Linked DNA regions of Bos taurus: region 1 is linked to region 2. The links are chromatin contacts, called in public Hi-C maps. All regions are on one chromosome and are shown on one strand. Each heading gives the region's core, a stretch centred on a gene start, on an enhancer-like site or on the middle of the called end of the contact. The rest is flanking DNA. Distances are from core to core; before and after follow the strand shown. Region 1 overlaps RASSF5 (Ras association domain family member 5). Region 2 holds the start of RASSF5 (Ras association domain family member 5).

What was found. A called contact is a pair of places that touch in the nucleus more often than the background predicts.
Region 1: a Hi-C map of liver shows a contact between it and region 2, with 4 times the contacts expected there. The contact joins the enhancer-like site here to the promoter of RASSF5 in region 2. A contact is called at or near these places in 2 of 11 Hi-C or Micro-C datasets (liver and skin fibroblasts).

The regions. Positions count from the first base shown.
Region 1 is chr16:4,327,163-4,332,694 of ARS-UCD2.0, reverse strand. All of the region lies in intron 2 of RASSF5 (Ras association domain family member 5), which reads right to left. Among named protein-coding and RNA genes, the nearest start is that of RASSF5, 36 kb to the right of the region's middle. Within about 2 kb of position 1,749, at least 42 of the 102 cell types and tissues checked have an H3K27ac peak or open chromatin away from gene starts, as enhancers often do. A contact at or near this core is called in liver, where this site is marked.
Region 2 is chr16:4,289,240-4,295,137 of ARS-UCD2.0, reverse strand. RASSF5 (Ras association domain family member 5) reads right to left here and starts at 1,256. Exons shown (of 6, transcript NM_001113760.3): 1 at 785-1,256. The coding sequence starts at 1,256.

The DNA.
Region 1 (5,532 bases), core at 500-2,999, 37 kb before region 2:
TCATCCAGGATCCATGGAGGGGTCCAGAGATCAGGTTTGGGGCCTCATGAGCGACAAACACATTCAGAGGCCGAAAACCAGGTGAGGTGCCAACCCACCCCCGAAACCACTGGAGTGATCATTAGCTGCCTTGTGTGGACGCTGTCTTCCTAGTGACTTTATGTGCTTCATTTCATTTAATCCCTACAGCAAACGGGGGAGGCGGCTTCAATATCTCTACTTTACAGAGTGGAAGAGGAGGTTCTGGCAGGTCAAGTAATCTGCACACAGTCAGACATGCTAGTTCCGGTGGAGCCAAATCAGCCCAGCTGGTCTGACTCCAGACCCAGACCCGTGAATGCACACACACAGAGCATGCAGAACCTATCCCCGACCGCTCTCAAACAGTCACCCTGCCTGACACTGGAGTCTGTCCCAGACAAGTCAGGAGCTGCTTTCTCAGTCTGCCTATGACCCTGTCTTTCCTTTGGCTCACTGGGGTTTTCCACAGTTCACTGACTGTTTCTTCCACTCGCTCCGCCTTCACATTGTCCCTGGGAGCTGAGTCTAGGCCAATGGCATCAACCACACTTGACTTGTCTCATGATGCCCTCTCCCCCAGGTCCTCCAGATGAATGCTTCACCAGGTACCCAGCCCTCCCCACCACGGCCTCACTCTTAACAGGTCCAAACGGAGCTGATTATTCGGGGCCTCAACCTCCCTCTGCTCCCCCTCCTTTAGAATTTCCTATCTTGATGGATGCCATTAACACAGATTATTGCAAAGCCTTCCAATAATGTTCTTCGTTCCCATCCTGACTCCTCCGAATTCCCCACTGTCTTGTTGCCAAAGTTACCCGTCTAGACCGAGATCTGATCAGGGCTATTTCATCAAAAAATCTTCCCATTCAGATGTCAACTAATAATTATTGCATAAGTACTGAGGATCAAGACTTAGTATCAAGCTTATTCATTTATTCAACAAATAATTACAGAGCACTTTCTACGTGGCAGGCACTAGACTGGGTGTTCTGAAGAACACATAGTCCCTGCTTTCTCCTAACAGCTAGTCTGAACAACATGAAATAAGATGTCATATTGGAGCTACCGAGCTCTCATATACTTCATTCTTTTTTTTTTTCTTCCATATACTTCATTCTTGCACTTAATCCCCCAGACATGGGACAATGGACCGGTTCAGAGTTGGGAAGGAGTACATCAAGGCTGTATATTGTCACAACCCTGTAAGAACATATTTTACAGATGAGTAAAATGAGACTCAGGATGGCTGATTTGCCCCAAACCAAAGAGCAAATAAATAGTGGGATCAGATTTCAAACCCAGAGCCTCCGTGTCTGACGATTTTCCACCATAGCTGTCCTGCCGCCAGTGACGCCTCAGTGCCTACAACAATATCCTCAACTCCAGAGCAGATCTTTCAAGGCCCTTTATAGCACGTGCCCAGCCTACAGGCCGTGCCCACCTCCAGCCACACTCAGGCAGCCCTCCTTACAGGCACACACGTTCGCCTCACGTCACCGGCAGCCGCCCTCCCCACTCGTGGCCTTGCTCTCGGTCTCCTCTGCCATCAGAGTCCTCTTGTGTCTCCGCCGCACCTTCCCAGCGCCTCTTGGAAGCAGCCTTTCTCAGATGCCCTCTCTGGGGTAAACCTTACTGCCACCCCGTGTCCTGAGAGCAGCATCTGACAGCATTAGACTGTGAGTGCACCACTGAGCTCAGCTTCCCCCGATGACTTCCTGTTGTGAGAGGTATGCAGCTGAACACCGTGGAGGCTGACTCACAGCAGAGGCAGTTTTCCGGGGCTCCTAGCCCTCTCCACGCTTCGCTTCCTGGGCTGTCAGGCTGCCAGCTTTGCTAGGGCCCTGACACACACACAGAAGGCAGTTAGATCAGCCCAGACTAAGACGCAGAGGCCCTGGAGGGCTGTTGCTGGGTCTGAGGCAGGCCTGGGGAGTTGGCCTTCTAGCTGCCCTCCTTTAGGGGAACTAGAGAAGCATAAAAGATGTTTCTGACCAACAATCCCATCCCTCACGTGATCTCTTCAATCCTTCAGGAGCCAGGGCAATGTGGTCACGGATGTGAGATGTGTGAACAACTCTTGTACTGCTGCATGTAGAGAGAGAGAGGCTTGTTGCCTCCTTAGGGCCTCAGGACAAGCTGGCTCAGCCAGAGGTCATCTCAGGCACAGACTGGTTCTAGGTTGGGAGGAGTGGGTGGGGCTGTGAGGGGCACAGAGATACATCTCCAGCGCTTAAGCATTTCTAGAGAAGTAAGGGCTGGAGCTCTGGCTCTGCTTGGCGCCAGGATATCAAGAGCCTCCTGGTTGGGAAGCCATTCCCACTGTCTGATCAGAACTGAGCTCCCCTGGGCCGTCAGACAGGCCTTAGGGCGGCTCCTGTTAGAGGCAGCTGCTGAGTGGAGTGGGATCACTGACAACTTCGGCCAGCACTTCTGGTTTCTAGAGCATGGAGGGAAATCTGTGGTGGGGGGTGGCTGGGGACTGGCCCTTTCCTTTGGCAGCTGTGGATGGGCTGGCAACAAATGAGATAGAAGTGTAAAATGTATTCGATTGATCCAAAAGAAGGAAGAAAAGGAAACAAAGAACAAATAGGGCGAATAGAAAACAAACAGCAAGATGATAGATTTCAAATCTAATTATATCAATAACCACATTAAATGCAAATGAACTAAATAACTCAAAGAGCAGAGATGATCCAATTGGATTAAGAAAAACAAGATCTGACTACTTGCTTTCTGTAAGACATGACCTTTACATATAAAGACACAAATAGTCTAAAATAAAAGGATGGATAAAGAAATAACATGCTAATGGTAATCAAAAGAACGCCGCAGTGGCTATATCAACATCAGACAAAGTCGATTTCAGAACAAAGAATATTGCCAAAGATAAAGAAGTTTATTTCATAATGAAAAAGGTCAATTAATCCAGAGACTGTAATAATGTTAAGTGTTTACGTACTGAATGATGGAGCTTCAAAGTACAAGATAGAATTGGAAGGAGAAGTGGCCAAATCTACAATTAGAGTTGGAGATTTCAACACCCCTTTCTCAATAATTGATAAAAGAAGCAGACAGAGCACATGGTGTGCCTCAACAAATGTTAGCTAACGTGGGTATCACAATTCAGCCTGATAAACCTTTAGAGCGTTTCACAGGAGACCCAGGGCCAGAATCCCTGGAGAGGCGCGCACGCATCTATCGGGAGTGCTCCTAAGGAAGCCCCAGCCTCTGCAGAGGCAGACCCGGTCCCCGCGGGTCTTCCCTTCCGGCTCCGGGGCTCCCCCGTGTGGCGGCTCTGGGTTCGGCGTGTGGCGCGGCGCTGGGGGCTGGGGCATCCTCCTGAAGGGTTCGGAGAAGCGAGCCCTCGGCAGGGGCAGGGCAGGGCAACGGAGGTGCGGCCGCGGAGACAGGACAGGGCCGGGAGGCAGGAAACCCGGCTCTCCAGACCAGCTGGGTCACCGCTCCGTGCCTGCGGGGGGCCGTGGGAGGCGATTGCAGCGGGCGTCCTGCGAGGGGAGGACCGCGGGGGGCTGCCAGGGGCGGCGGGGCGGGGGACACGCGGAGAAAGTCTGGGCGGCCCGACCGGGAGGGCTGAAAGGCCAGCCGGCCAGCCCCCGCCCCTTGGTGAAGGCGGACACGGTCTCGAGTCCTTTTATCAACAGAGCAGAGCAATAAGAGGCCGCAAAGAAGGGGATAATCGTGTCTTGTAGCGAGAGTGCCCAGCAAACCACAAAACCATAGTGTCCTGGGTTTATGTCCAGGAGAAGAATGCATCTTTCTGGTATTGTGGAGAGTAGGCAGAGCCAGACAGTGAAGGGTTTTGTGTGCTAATCCAGATTCAGGCTGACTTTGAGGGTAATAGGAAGCTGCCCGGGGCTTCCATCACAGGGCGACATGATAAAAAAAAAATCCAGTAAGGCTGTTGAAGGCACAGGGACGGCCCTGGAATGTTACCTGGTGATACCAAGCCACAGAACCACCATCGCTCAGAGGAGAAACCTGAGGCTCAGGGAAGCTAAGAGTCCTGTGCCCGTCACACGTCCACAATGTCATCTGCACAGTCTGAATTAGAACCGGGCTCTCCTGTCATCCAGGCCAAGAGTCCTTCTTTTAAGAAAACAGGTATTACCTTTTAGAAATATTACACTAGAACCATCTGGACAGCATCGGGTTATTCAAATAGCCCCGAAGCAAAGGGCAAAAGTCAAGGGTTCTCTCACTCTACCCTGGTCACCCCCCACCCCTCCCAAGGTGAAATATCTTCCAGCAGTTGGCTGGGTGCCCTGCAGGCCCTCACTCTCACACACATTTACACACACACACACACATGTACAAGGTACAAATTGATTGTCTTTATGTACCACTGAGTGACTTGTCTCTGTTGGCACCATCCCTTGTCAGTACACGCAGGTCCACGCCTCCTTTGGAAAACCACATGGGTCTTAGTGCCAGTGGCTGGAATTTCCTTCCTGGTACCCCTACAGTTCTCTCCACTGATCACAGTGCCCAGGAGGCAGTGGCTGGACCCAGTGCGCTGGTATTTGGGGAGAGCAGTCTCTGCTGCCCACTGAGGGCAGCGGAGAGGACTTTAAAGCAATGCCTGGCTCTATCATTACATGTGGAAGGAATCTGAGACAGTCCTTAGGCATGCTGCTTTTTTAATTTTAGAGATTAAATATTAATTATGTGTATCAGGAAAAAAAAATCCTAAGTACATGAATGGTGATTCAAGGACTGAAACTTTTCCCTGTAACATAAGTTTAAGTTTAATAAAAGAAATCTATTTGAAGAGGAATATTAAGTAAAGAGTAGCACAGGTGGATTATTGATATGGCCAGAGTCCTCGCTGTGGGAAGCGCCTGGGGGAGGTTTGGGGACTGCAGCGGGACGGGCTGGACTCGCCTGGGGGAGGTTTGGGGACTGCAGCGGGACGGGCTGGACTCGCAGACTGGGACGGAGAGCCTCGTTTCTGAATCCTGCTCCTGGGTTCTGGGGTGCCACCAGGAGCGGGGGAATCTGGGCCCGATGGACAGGAGATCCCATCGCTGGCCGCAAGAGAGTTGAGCGGGAGGGAGAGTGCTGCTGTTTTTGTCTTGTCGCCTGTGCCTTCCACGTGCCAAGGAAAGGGGCACCAAAGGCCGAGCACAGAGCTGCCACGTCCCTCTGGGCAGCAGCAGGTCCTGGTAAGAATCCACAGCTGTGGGCAAGGGCTTCCGCTCTCGGGTAGGCATGGAAAGGACCAAGCCAAACCAGCAGAGGTCTCACTTCGTCCGGAGGGCACTGGGGAGCCCCTGGGATTCTTTCATCACAGGGGGACGGGGTAAGAGCAACTTTCGCACCACCGGAAGGGTAAAGTCTTCGGGGCATGCCCCCAAACAAGGGAACTGCAGCAGTTCTGGCAAGGTATTGTGGTCTTCAGCTGATGGCAACCATGCCCTCTAGGAAACAGCCTTAAACTGAAGAGGGGATCTGGGCGGACTTGAAGGGATTTGCTTGGTCAGCAAAGGGTGC
Region 2 (5,898 bases), core at 7-2,506:
GACAGGGCAGGTAGTTGGGTAATTCTCGAGCCTGATGCCTGGTGCAGTAGCCAGTAGGAGGAAGAGGAGGAAGCAAGGCCCAGCCAAACGTCAGAGCAGAGGGCAAAGGTCCGAGGGGCCAGAGGTGGACGGCGGGAGAGGGCAGGGATCCAGGGTCACTTCACGCTCTTCTCAAGCCTCATGGCCTCTGTCCATCCAAAGCCCAACCAGGTCTCTTCCCTGTCCCCACAGGTCACCCTGGAGGAAGGGTGTACCACAGGCAGGCAGGCAGACAAAGTCATCAGCCATTACCCTAATAAGCAGGGGCCAAACGGTCATCTCAAGAATAGCCTCACAGCCCACTCTCAAGAAGCTACAAAAAAGCAAGAGAGGGCACTGGAGACCCAGGAGAATGATCTGGTAGCATCAGGCATCAACCCCAGCGTGTGTGTGTGTGTGTGTGTGTGTGTCTGTGTGTGTGTGTGTGTCTGTGTGTGTGTGTGTGTGTGTGTGTGTGCGCGCGCGCGCGCGCCCGCGCACTGGCTGTATCTGGAGAGGGGCGAGACGCGCACCTGTCAGAGGAAGAGGTGCTTGTTAAATACCGCACAAGCATACCTAAGGGCACTAAGGAGGAGAGTGTGTCCAGGGGCTACCTGCCTCGGTGAAAATCCTGGTCTCCCCTGAAGCCGGAGGGGTCAGCGCCCCCTCTCGGCTCGCCCCAGCCGGCTCGCTCGCAGCCGCTCGCGGGCAGACTGCGGTCTTCCCGCGCGCCCCAGCCCCGCCCGACCCCGACCCTCACACTTACTAGCGCAGCTCAGTGCCCGCCACCACACCTCTCGCCCGCACAGGTCGCACCAGCCGCGGCCACCCCGCAGCGCCAGTTCCACGAAGCAGTGGCCCTCGCCTCGCTCCGCCGGGACGCGGGGATCCTGCGGCTGCTCGAAGATGCTGCGCACGTCGCGGGGCCGGGGCGCGCCAGGCCGCCGCCTCAGTCTCTGCTGCAGACCAGGCCGGAGAGGGCGAGCGGGTCGGGAGGCCCGGGGCTGGGGCTCCGGGTCCCCCCGGGCGGCCCTCCAGGCACTGCGTCTCTCGTGCGCCCCGGGCGCAGTGGAGAGCGGCGCGGGGGCGCAGCGGCGCGAGGAGTGGCCCGGGGGGGGCGGCGGCGGCGGCGGCGGCAGCGGCTCGGGGTCGCTCAGGCTCTGCAGATAGTGCGGCGGTTCTGGCTCCAAGAGCAGCCGGTACGGGCGCTGCCCGATGGCCGGGGACGCCATGGCCATGCCGGGCGGCTCTCCGCGCTGGCGCTCCTCCCGAGTCCTCTTCGAGAGCGGGGCGGCCCCAGACCGGCGCGCCTTTAAAGGGACCGCAGCCTGCGGGGCGGGGCGGGGCGGGGGCGGGGAGACCTCTGAGAGGCAGGAAGGAAGACCCGAGGGAACCACCGACCGCCCGACGGGCAGGGGCGGCGGTGGGGGACGCCTGGGCGAGTGTGGATTTCGGGGTGTCTTCAGGTAGCCGGGGCAGCTGAAGGGTTGCACGTGTAAAGCTTCTTTACAGGACAACTCGGAAGAGGCATTCTGTAGGAGCCTCCTGCCTTCAGCTCTACCTCCTCGCCTCTCCCATCCTTCACCCCCAACCCCAGATTTCCACCCTCCAACCTCAGGTTCCCACGCCCCCAATCCACACCCCAACCCGCCCGGAGGAGGGAACGGGCCGGAGGGAAGGGCTTAGAAACGGAGAATGGGGGTCCAGCGAGACGTCCACCGGCTCAGAGTCGGCCCGCTGGCCTCTCGGTTTTCACGCCCACCGGAGGGATGCATCCCCCGGCCCTTCCCCTACGGCGCTCGCCGCAGTCCGCCGCCCCCGCGCGCGCCGAGCCGGGCGCAGGCAGGGGATGCCCGGCTCCGGCTCGCGGGCCCGCCGCGGCTCCGAGTCCCGTGACGGCGGGGGACGCTTCCGATGCTGATGGCAGCGGGCTGTCCGCGCGCCGCGTTCACCCTGGTTGGATTTCCCCTTTCGCAGCAGCCCTGGCCTGTGGGAGAGTCCTTTCCCGGAAGACTGGAGTTCTGGTGATCCTAGGTCCGTGCGAACACTCCGGCCCCTCAAAGGTTGGGAGAGCTTTCCTTTCTAAGTCAAATCTGCCTCTCCCCATAGCAGTTCTAGTAATTCCTGTGGAAATACCACCACCACCCGCGCCCGCAAAAGCCCTGCTTTGCACCTGGAGTAGACAGCCCTCCTGTGGGACTCAGAGAGAGATTCCTTTCTACAGTCCGAGGACAGGCTTCACAACCTCCCCCTCCTCTGGATTTTAATGCTCTGCTGTCCTCTCCTTGAAAGCCTTAACAGTTTTTGAACAAAAGGCTAGCATTGTCTTTTAGCCCTGGGTCGCACCAAGTAGGTAAGCGGCCCTGCCCATCTCTCCTGGGTGGGGAACCGGGCCTGCTGGGGCTCCGAACCTGTGTCCCGTCACAGACCTGCTGTGTGACCCCGGGTCCTCTCTATCCTCTATAGTTTCCTTAGCTGGAAACTGGACTGGGAGTGAGCAGACACGTGACGCTTTCCTCATCCTCTCTGATTACATCACTCTGACTCAGTGGTCACTGCCTGTCCTCTTGAAAGGTGCGGTTCAGTTTGGTTGATTTAGTAGAGGTCACCAGCGAATCAACTTGAGAAACACATGGTCTGAATTCTTCTAGACCTGAGTTGCTTCCTCCCCTTCCCAGGCCAGAGATGGGTCTCCCCCTAGTGTCTTCTAGGGGAATCTTCACTTTAGCTTTTGGATTTCCCCTTGGAGGTTCGTTTTTAGGTGATTCCTAAAATTTCAACAGTCGAGAGGCCAGGGAAAGCCCAGCTTGCTTCGGCCCACGGCTTTTCCCTCATGGTGGTGGCAGCCATGGGTCCTTTGATCCCTGGGTGTCACCAAAGGTTCTCACCTCATGAGGCCGCTTCTGAGTGTGTGGCAAGAATGTGGCCAAGAGCACAGAGCTATGAAGCAGAAGGTGTGAGATGGGGGCCTGTGAGCCACAGCCACCCTGCTCTACTCCCCTCCTGCCCCTCTCCTCTCCCCTGTCTGAACCTCGCGTTCTCTACATTAGTGGTTTTCAAATGCTGCCATGCATCACCGTCACCTGGAGGGCTTGTTGAATTACAGATTACCGAGCTCCACCCCCTGAGTTTCTGAGTCAGTTTGTCTGGGCCTGGGGTTTGGGATTTTGTCTATTTTTTTCTTTTCCATTATGGTTTATCACAGGAGATTGACTGTAGTTCCGTGTGCTGTGCAGTAGAACCTTGTTGCTTGCCCATCCTGTATGTAACAGTTTGAGATTTTGCATTTTAAACAAGTTCCCAGGCCGTGTTGATGCTGCTGGTCTATTGCTTTAGATCGAAGGTGGCAAGAAGAAAATAGGATTCTCTGCTCTTTGCCCCGCAGAGCAAGTGAAGTTCAGCGGGAAGCGACTGAGAAAAACACAGTGGGGGCTAATTCTGCAATGTTTTCTGGCAGATGTTGACCCAGAAAAGACCAATTTGCCTCTGTGGTCTTTTTTCCCCATCTCTCTCACTTCTTCTGCAAGCAGTTCTTGAGAGGCCGTTGCAGAAGCCTATACGTTTGCCGAATCCACCCTGTATTATCCACCTCTGGCCACAGGCATGAGACTTGTTTGAAGATCACTTCCTCCAACCTTGGGAGAGCAGAGGGCTGGGAGAGGCCCAGGGTGTGGGCCAAGCTCAAGCTCTGCTGACAGTCTGATGTGGCAAGGAGAAGGGACCTGGTGGAGAGTGCATCACCGAGGAGCCAGTTTTGAAATGCCATTTGTGAAATTGCCAACAATGGCCATTTCTGTCCTTCATCACCCTCCCCTCAGCATGCGTTTGGGCAACCCAGCCCAGATTCCTGGGATGGAGAGGCTCACAGGATGAGTGTCTCCTCTGGCCCTGGGAAACTGAGGACTCTCTGGAATACTCAGGCATAAACTCCTTTGCCCAGGTTCCTGAGCTGGGTAGAAACGTGCTCTCGTTTAGTTGTCCTGCCTCAGCTCTGATCTGGAGGAGTGCAGGGAGAAAGCACTCCAGCAGGGCCAGAGCCCGGCATGTGGCTTCAGGGAGGGAAGGGAGATAAAAGTGGAGATAACGTAATTCCATGTGACCAACTCCAAAAGTGTATCAAGTTTATCTCCCAGTTCATCTCCCTGAGCTAGAGACTGAGGTCAGGCTAGGCTGCTGCCTCTCCTGAACCCCCAGCAGGAGGCTCTCTGCCGGGAACTTGCCTCTTCTGATGTCATCTTTCCTAGCCCAGTCTCCTTCTTCCCCAGAAGAGCATCCTCTCCCATCACACACACACACACACATACACACACAAGCACACACGCAGCCCATTTTCCTTCATCAGGGAAGTACTAGATAAACTCCAGGCTCATGGTAGGGTCAGGACCTGGGGTAATGTCTGATGCTTGAACTTTGGAACTGCTCGGGTTGGTCTTTGGTTATGCCGGCCACAAGGGCGAGACCACAGCATCTGCTGAGACACCTCCACTGGGAGTTTTCTCCCCTTGTTAGCAGATCCTCTTGGCTCGGAGCCACTGACTTTTTTCTGCTTGTGACTCACTCCCAGAAGAGTGGGTGTGCTGTTTTTCCTTTTGACCAAAGGGAAGGATGCTGACAGTGAGTTTGAGTGTGTAAGTCACTTCAGAGGTGGTCTCTCGGTTCCCTCAGTGGGTTTCAAGGTTATCTCCTAACACCCCGACCCCACCCCCCCCGCCCCCCCACCCACCAGGGAGCTTCCTAGGAGGAAGGAAAAGAGGAGGAGAGAATATGGCCTGACTTTCTGAAGGGGAAGTTCCTGGGTTTGTCTGGCTTGGAGGCATTCGAAGTCGCCTGAAACCCCCAAAGGGACTTAGGGACCTCCCAGTGATTGTGGCAGTACAGCTGTCTGCTTGGGGTCACTGGACCTGTCAGGACAGGTCAGGCTACGGGCAGTAAACAACCCTCCACGTCCCAGTGCCTTGCACCCAGAGACTGCTTTCTCACTCACATCACATGCCCCTTTGCCTGTTGGTGGGGAGACTTTGTTCCTCAGAGTCAGGGATCCAGGCTGATGGAGGCGTCATGTAGCATGTTGCCCAGCAGCAAACCAGAGGGACGCAGAGATCCCCGAGGCTCCGATAGCAGCATGCAAAAGCTCCAGCTACTTCTGCTCGCTCCTCGTGGGCTAGAATTAGTTCTAAAGCCCACCCTCCACAAGGAGGGCAGGAAGTGCATTCCTTCCTTGTGCTCAGGATGGCAAAAGAGCTGGAAGTACTTGGTCAACAGCGCAAATGACCCCTCCCTGCTGTCCTTAAGAGCACAGAGCAATTACTCATTTAACAAGGGATCACCTAATATCCACTGTATCTCAGGTGCTGTTTTAGGCATTAAAGGTGCAACAGTGAAATGGCCATGTTCCTGAAGCTAATAGAAGTTTAGGTGGAGAGTCAGCTACTAGACACGTCAACTCGAGTGTAACAGAGCCTCAGGTCACGCGCACTTGATGGCAAACAAAGCCCAGTGAGGGACAGAGAGCAGCGGGGGCTGTCGGATTGGACTGGAGGCAAGAAGCACCTCTCTGAGGGGCAGATGTTTAAACACAGCCCTGAGTGGGGCCAGCCCTTTGTCTATCTGAGCAAGGAAGTTCCAGGCTGAAGGAGCGGCAGGCTTCCCCTAACCCTCCCAGACTTTGTGAGCATGAGTTTCTTCCAAATGTGGATTCCAGACCCTCCCTGCAGAGATCAGTTCCCTAAGTCTGGACACTGGCTTGTATCTTATGTGAGTTTGGTGAACATGACTCAGAGACCACACTCAGTAGATGTCTGAGGAAGAGCGCTGTTACCTTGAGAAACTGCTGGAGGATGCCTCTTCCTCACGGCTTCCTTCCCCTCCCAGCTGCTTCTG